Regions from separate parts of the Sus scrofa genome. Here region 1 is linked to region 2. Evidence: chromatin contacts called from public HiChIP or PLAC-seq data. All regions are on one chromosome and are shown on one strand. Each heading gives the region's core, a stretch centred on a gene start, on an enhancer-like site or on the middle of the called end of the contact. The rest is flanking DNA. Distances are from core to core; before and after follow the strand shown.

Region 1 (3,752 bases), core at 927-3,426, 300 kb after region 2:
CGGCTCGGATCCAGCGTTGCTGTGGCTCTGGCGTAGGCTGGTGGCTGCAGCTCCGATTCAACCCCTAGCCTGGGAACCTCCATATGCCGCAGGAGTGGCCCAAGAAATAGCAACAACAACAACAACAAAAGACCAAAAGACAAATAAAAAAAAAAAAAAAAGAGAAAAATTATTGCAATAGGGAGAACATTCTGATCTCAGAAGTCTACAATTGGCTCAAAATCAAACAAAAAAGAAGGTGTCTTTTTAATACTGTAAAGGAGGGGCAAGCAGAGATTAAGTAAAATCTTTGCAGGAGAAGTGACCCCAGCCCGACAGGATATTGTCCCACTGTGGTCAACTGGTTCCCTGGAGAAGTTAATCACGGGGCATATTCCACTTTTTTAGTGTTTGCTCTAGGTTGGGGGCAAATAAGAGTTCAGAGGTCAGTAGAAGAGAGAGCAGACTGACTAAAGTGTAGTCAAAACAAAGCAGGTAGTAAGAAATGTACAGTTATGAATACTTGGTCAGTTTCTACCAATTAAAAGCACATAATGCCCTCCGCTAGTATTTGACTGTGGGTCAAGAGGACAGATCATCATGAAGACTGATGAATCTACAGGACACCACCGAAAGAGAGAATCAACAATATAGGCAATCATATTTTGAAGACAATAAATAAAAACAACTTCATCCCCACCTATTGCTACTCAAAGAAAAATTTCATTCCCAGAAGTGGTGGAGAACAAAAGGGAAAAAGGAAAAAAAGAAGTACAATTTCCTACACCCATTAAGCTATCTTTAAATTTAAATCTTCAACCACTAAAGTTCCTCCCACCCTAGTCCCCTAGCCTAAGCAAATAAAGCTCCACCCTACAACCGCAAAAGTTTGCTGAATTTGCAAATCACATTCTCTTCCTATGGAACACTTCAGAGGGTAAAGAATAGGTTAAGCCTCACACCCCTTACGGGAAGTTGAGTAGATTTCAAGCAGATGGATACTTGAACCTGAGCCAGTAAAGTCGCACACCCAACCCACACATCTCCCCCGTGTGATGCGGCCAAGTTGTGGGCTCCTGGGAGTTCACTGGTCAACTGAACCACCCGACCGCTCTGATTTAGGGAGGGAAACTGCTTTTGGAGAACAAAACATGATCATGGCCAAGCTCTGCAAGTACAGTCATCAAGCATGTATGTATTGAGCCCAACTGGGATGCTAAGGTAGGTGATGGGGATTCAGAGATGAGGAGAAAAGTTCTTTCCTCTTTAGAAAAATCCCAAGTTGGGAGGGGAGCAGAGGAAATAGAAACTTTAAAGCACCCAAATATACCCTCCTCACGTGGCAAGTGTTCATGGAGCTGCATCAGCAGAGCGCGCTCGGGAGACAGCAACTCTCCCTCCCACCAGGCTCTCCGAACTGAAAAAGGGAGCTGAGTCCCGCGTGTCCGGCGCCGGCGGGGCAAGTTCCTGAAGAAGGCCACCAGAGTCAGACCAACTGCCACCCCCAACCCTAGGTTCGCAATCCCCAAAGTCTGCTTCATTCCTACGGATCCCCGACCCCAGACGCCCCCCCCCGCCCCTTTCTCCTTCATCCATCACTCCTGGGAGCCGCCGCCTCAGTCCACCCCTTTGGGTGCCTCCGGCGTAAAGTTCCCTTCCTCGCCTCAGGCTCCTTTCTCCGAGTGCTCGCCCCCTCAGGTTTCCGTTCTCCGCCTCAGGTCATCCCTCCTGGGCGCCCCGCTTCAGGTCCACCCCTTCTGGTGCCTCCCGCGTTCGGGCTCCCTCGTCCACTTGGCTCCTCTTTGAGGCCCCACGCTCATTACCTCAGAGCGCCCTCTCCTCAGGTCCGCTGGCCCCACCTCGGGTCGCCGCCACCCCCCCCCCCCCGCCGCCCCCGGCCCCTCAGCCCTCCAGCCCTGCTACCTCGGCAGCGTTCCAGCAGTTCAGAATCGCCGAAGCCACTGCGATTTAGGAAGCCGCACACCTGCTCCGGGCCCCAGGTCCGGTGGTCAGGGTGGAGGTTGGGGCCCAGGGACCTCTCTGCCGCTGCTGGAGGGGTGTTTGGCGGGGTTGTCGGGCTGCCATCGCACCGGGGTCGCTTGGAGGGCTGCTGGGAGTCGGCACTCTGCATGGCTACACCCAGCAACCGGCTCAGCACAGCCTAGAACCCCGGCGCTCTACCCACGCGCAGGCGCACTGACAGTCCGGCGCCTACCGCGAGTCAGCTAAGTACTGCCAGCCCCCAGGCCTCCCGCGCAGGCGCACTGACAGCTCGCACCTTGGGACCAGGCCGGCCACCCATCTCAGCACCCCCACGCCCCCCAGCCCTCGCGCAGGCGCAATGACCGTCCAATGGCCCTAAACCCCACCCGCACGTTTTCGATAAAGGGAGTGAATGGAGGCCGAACTGAGGGAGGTGCTGGTAAGGGCGGGGGAGCCTGGAACGAGTGTGCCTGGGACGTCCCGCTACAGTCCAGAGCAGGGGCTCTTCTGGTGAACTGAGCTAATGAGTACCCCAGGCTTACCCTTGGCGGTGTTTCAGATACCCTAAACTTAAAAAAAACCCTCAAAGGCCTTAAAGTTGCCCCTGTCTTCCCAATTAAGAGAAAAATTGGCAGGAAGCTGAACTGGAAGATGCTGGAATGAATTCAAATCTGATGTGAAGGTGTTTTCTTACATTTTACTGTTGTAGAATTCCCAGAAATCACGTCAGAGGACACCCCAGGAAGATGGAGAACAGCTTTATTAACACTCGTGGGTCCACGGGGGAATTGCTTCCCAATCATGGACCCCAAAGAGAAAGGGAGAGATATAGTGCTTGCTGACATGTTTTACATGCTACATTAACTTTTAATTATGTGCAGGATAGAGAAAGATGTATAGCTGTGCAAAATGTCTTACATTGTTACTCTGATAATTAACCTCAAGTACAATCCAGCTATTTTCAAATATCCTTAGAACAATTGGGGCCTGGAGTTTCTCAAGTCCTAGAGACTTTGCTTTTCTCAGAGCCCTCATATGGGTCAGCTTAAGTTAACCAAGATGGACGATGGTGGCAAGATGGCTCTACTCTTGTCAAGCTCCCTATTCTCTTTTTCCACACCCCTACATTACCAGTTTTTAAGATATGCTGGGCAGAATTCCCGTCATGGCTCAGTGGTTAACCAATCTGACTGAGGACCATGAGGTTGCAGGTTCGATCCCTGGCCTTGCTCAGTGGGTTGAGGATCCGGCGTTGCCGTGAGCTGTGGTGTGGGTCGCAGACTCGGCTCGAATCCTGTGTTGCTGTGGCTGTGGCACAGGCCGGCGGCTACAGCTCTGATTCCACCCCTAGCCTGGGAACCTCCATATGCTGTGGGAGCAGCCCTAGAAAAGGCAAAAGGACAAAAAAAAAAAAATATATATATATATATATACTGGGCAGTTAGAGGATCCTGGGGATGCCTGTCTGTGAAGTTTTAGCCTATCTTCAGGTTTCCACACATGAGCAGACTTCAGACTTCTAAAAGAATTCTCAACCCTTCTCTCCATTCCAACTCCCTGCCCAGAGGAAAGGAAGTGGCCAATTTATTTTCAAGGACTTTTACTACCTGCTGGTAACAGCTTGTGGAAATAGCAGGGATCTTCCTCTCATTTTTGCCACTCTGAGGCAGGACACAAACTTCTCTATAAATCCTGGTTTGTGCAATTAACTGGTAAAAGAACTACTACTACCAATACAAGTTCCTGTCAACCCAGCCATAGACCCATCTAGGAGATACAGGGTGAATGAG
Region 2 (3,868 bases), core at 1,056-3,555:
ACAAACTTTTACCACCGGATCTCACTTGTATGAGTTTTTAGCAGACTAAAAAACTTACCTTTTCTGTCTTTGACCCAGGCTAAGTATTCTTCCAATATTCTATGATAGAATGATCAGTCTGTCTCCAACACTGCATGCCAGCAGGGAGTCTGTAAAACAGGTACGTGGCTTTTGTTTTTTGTAAAATAGGTTTTACACCAATGGTGCGCATCCAAACTGGGGTGAGCTGGTTAGGCTTTACTATAGTTTTGCATATGAGGGAAACTGGTTCAGAAGGTGGAGGGCTGATAAGAACAAGATCCATGCGAAAGTTAGGCTAAAGTTGTGTACCCATATCAGGTGTATGGCTGTCCTACCAGGTCCAGACAGAGTAGCGTCTGTTGCAGTGTGTATCATCTTTGGGATCCAGCTCCATTCTATTGAAACAGGATCTTAGGATTGGGTTGTGGTAGAAAACAACAGCTTATTCTGAAAAAGCTTCCTAGGAGATTCTGTTGTTTACCCAAGGTGGAGAACTACGTGTGAATGTTGACAGGTATGCAAAGGATGTCCTGACCTTAGTGATATTCTTTAAGACTTAAAGCCTAAAAATAAAATAAAATAAAATAAAACAAAACAAGAGTTCCCGTTGCGGTGCAGCAGAAACGAATTGGACTGGAAACCATGAGGTTTCGGGTTCGATCCCTGGCCTTGCTAAGTGGGTAAAGGATCCAGCATGGTGCAGGGTGCAGATGAGGCTCAGATCCCAAGTTGCTGTGGTGTAGGCTGGCAGCTGTAGCTCCTACTCAACCCCCAGCCTGGGAACCTCCATATGCCTTGGGTGCAGCCCTAAAAAGAAAAAAAAAAAAAAAAAAATCTAAGGTTGAGAATGCAGATTTTAGAGTTCCCGCTGTGATGCAGTGAGTTAAGAATCCCACTGCAGTGGCTAGGGTCGCTGCAGAGGTTCAAGTTTGATTCCTGGTCCAGCACAGTGGGTTAAAGGATCTGTCCTTTGCCACAGCTGAAGCTCAAGTCGCAGCTGCAGTTCAGTTTCAATCCCTGGCCCTCAAACTTCCAAATGCTGCGGGTCTGGCCCTAAAAAGAAATAAACAAAAAACCACAAAAAGGGTACATGTGCAGATTTTGAAGTCAGACAGACCCAGATATTAGTTGAGCAAGTTACTTTGATTCTATATACCCACCTCACTGGAATGAAGTGCCTTGTTACACAGCACAGCAAGCATGGCACCACCTGGTGGACTTATTGAAATGCCGATTGTGCACTCTGCCCCAGAATTTCCAATTAGTAGGTCCGGGATGGAGTCTGAGAATGTTTTGCTTTGTTTTGTTTTCCTTCATTTTGGGCTGCACCCACAGCATATGGAAGTTCCTGGGTTAGGGGTTGAATCAGAGCTGCAGAAGCCGGCCACAGCCACAGTCACACTGAATCCGAGCCACATCTGTGACCTATGCCTGAATTTGCAGCAAGGACGGACCTTCAACCCACAGCGCGAGGCCAAGAATCCAACTCACATCCTTCTAGGCACTGGTAGGGTTCTTAACCCGCTGAGCCAAGACGGGAACTCTGAGGTCTGATAATTTGAATCTCTAATCAAGTTCCCAGGCGATGCAGCTGCTGCTGCTCCAGAAAAACACTTTGTGAACATCTAACCAAGTCCATAGCGAGGACACAGTAGATGAATACTCAAATATGCTGATACCTAATAAAATACTCTTTCCACTTGCTCCTCTGCAGCTGGTTCCAACATGCTATACACAGTTTCAGAAAATCATTTCCCCTCTTTGGATCTCAAGGCATACATTTGCCAAAAGACGGTCCAAAAGAGGGTGCTAGGCATGAGGAGACCCCAACTTATTACAGAAAAATTTCTGAGTTAACTTCCCGAACAAAGTCCTATAGGACTTGCACGGTTAGGAGGGAAAAAAAGCAAGGGCTTAAATCCAGAAAAGCAATTTGTGGCTCCAGGGAAGCAAGGTTTGGGCTTTAAAAAGCGCCTTGGGGAATGAAGGGCTGCGTTCTGTCCTGCTGCTCCTGGGGTCAAGCTAAAGTGGATTGGGTGAGCCTCATGTCCAATCTCCGCTTTCGCCTCAGACGCCATTCCTCCGTCTCCATAGCGCCTCCTTGCGCTCGTGTCGCCGTCCCCACCAAGAGTGTCCCTTCCTTCTCCCTCTACCGCGCTGCTGGCGGAAATTTGTCATGACTGCCGCGCGTAGGGCGCTTGCGCCGAAGCGATAGCCCCTCCTCTTTCGCTCTACGGCTGCGCGGCCGTGTATTGGCTGCGTGGGCACGTCGGCGGGAGGACGCGCGGTGCTGCGTTGCTCCGCCCACCGACCTCCTGGTCTCGGCCGAGAGAGCAGAGCCGGGCTGCCTGGTTAGGTGCGGGCAGCCGCAGGCGCGCCGCCGAACACGTCCGCTGAGTGCCACCACCACCGCCCGGCGCCCCGTGACCCGTGACTCCAGACCCCGACCCCTTTTAGATCGGCCCGCGCGCCCCAGGCCCGGCCCGGGCGGCGCGACGGGAGGATGAGCGGCGGGCGGCGGAAGGAGGAGCCGCCTCAGCCGCAGCTGGCCAACGGGGCCCTCAAAGTCTCTGTCTGGAGCAAAGTGCTGCGGAGCGACGCGGCCTGGGAGGACAAGGTGCGGTGGGGCCTGGCGAGGGCGCACGTTCGAATAGTCAGCTGGGACTCGGGGACGAATGGACAGGCCCGAGCCTGCACCTGCCCGGTCCGGACGCAGTAGAGTGGTGGGGCATGTGGCCCAAGGGTGTCTGGTCGAACTTGGCGGACCCGAGCCTGACGGCTGGGCTCCGGGCTCACCACGGAGTGATCTAAGGGTGAAGTCTGCTGGGTCAGCAAGGAGGGGCCGGAGGAGTTGCCCCCGGTCCCACCTCCTCGGGCAGGTCGTGTGCCTGAGCAGTGGGAATGAGCTGAGTTCGATTAGATCTCCGCATTTTACTCCCAGTAGGATCTTGAGTAAGTGACTTATCTTCTCCAAATTAACTACTTGCTACCGTCGTTAGCACGAACAGTAACAGACTTCTACTGAATACTTGCTGTGTGTCAGGCGCACTCTGCATCATCTCATTCACGTCTCAGAACAACTGAGATGGGGTGCTGTGGTGCCTTACAGCTTTAGCACAGTGAAGCGTACTAAAGAGGAGCTGCCACTGCTTACTGAAAAAACCGTCCACTTAAATAAGGGTGAAGAGTTGAGAGGGGAGACTGAGAGCTTTCAGGGGTTGAGTGTGTTTGTGAGAGAGAGGGAGGGAGGGTGGAGGAGAAACCACCGCATGTATGTGAGAAATGTTTGGGAGACTTCGCAATGTCTTTACTGATCAAATACATTCGTAAGATCTGAGTGTAAACACTTCCCCAGCTCTGCTCCCTGGTGTAGAAGGAACCATCAGAAACAACTTGATTCCCATTATCCTGAAAAGAATGTTGTGTTTGCATTCTTTCCCTAGTTTTTTTGGACTGCAGAGGTAGGTATTTCTGGAAGAGGGGCAGGGTTGGGAGGCACTTCCTGAAGGTCCCTCTTCCTGTCCCCAGTCTGCTGAGCTCTCTGTAAAAACTTTCTACTTTGCTGTGTCATTTCTTTCTTTCTTTGTATAAGGACACATTTCTGCAGTCTAGGGCAGGTCAGAAGCCTGAGACTTCCATGTTCTTACATAAAAAATTAGATATGCTGGAGTTACTTTTGTGGCTCAGAGGAAGTGAATCCATCAAGTTTCTATGAGGACTTGGGTTTGATCCCTAGCCTCGCTCAGTGGGTCCTGGATCTGGCATTTCTGTGAGCTGTGGTGTAGGCCAGCGGGTGTAGCTCTAATTAGACCCCTAGCCTGGAAACTTCCAAATGCCATGGGTGCAG

The links. HiChIP or PLAC-seq counts read pairs in DNA pulled down with a chosen protein or histone mark.
Region 1: an H3K27ac HiChIP or PLAC-seq map of alveolar macrophages shows a contact between it and region 2. The contact joins the promoter of SAMHD1 here to the promoter of C17H20orf24 in region 2. A contact is called at or near these places in 1 of 47 Hi-C or Micro-C datasets (liver) and 1 of 2 datasets of contacts at active chromatin or transcription factors (alveolar macrophages).

What each region holds. Positions count from the first base shown.
Region 1 is chr17:40,169,701-40,173,452 of Sscrofa11.1, forward strand. It overlaps SAMHD1 (deoxynucleoside triphosphate triphosphohydrolase SAMHD1-like), which reads right to left and starts at 2,177. Exons shown (of 16, transcript NM_001292105.1): 1 at 1,903-2,177. The coding sequence starts at 2,110.
Region 2 is chr17:39,866,544-39,870,411 of Sscrofa11.1, forward strand. It overlaps C17H20orf24, which reads left to right and starts at 2,306. Exons shown (of 4, transcript XM_021077901.1): 1 at 2,306-2,638. The coding sequence starts at 2,525. LOC110257439 (a long non-coding RNA gene) reads right to left here and starts at 2,237. Exons shown (of 4, transcript XR_002340025.1): 1 at 1,182-2,237; 2 at 59-149.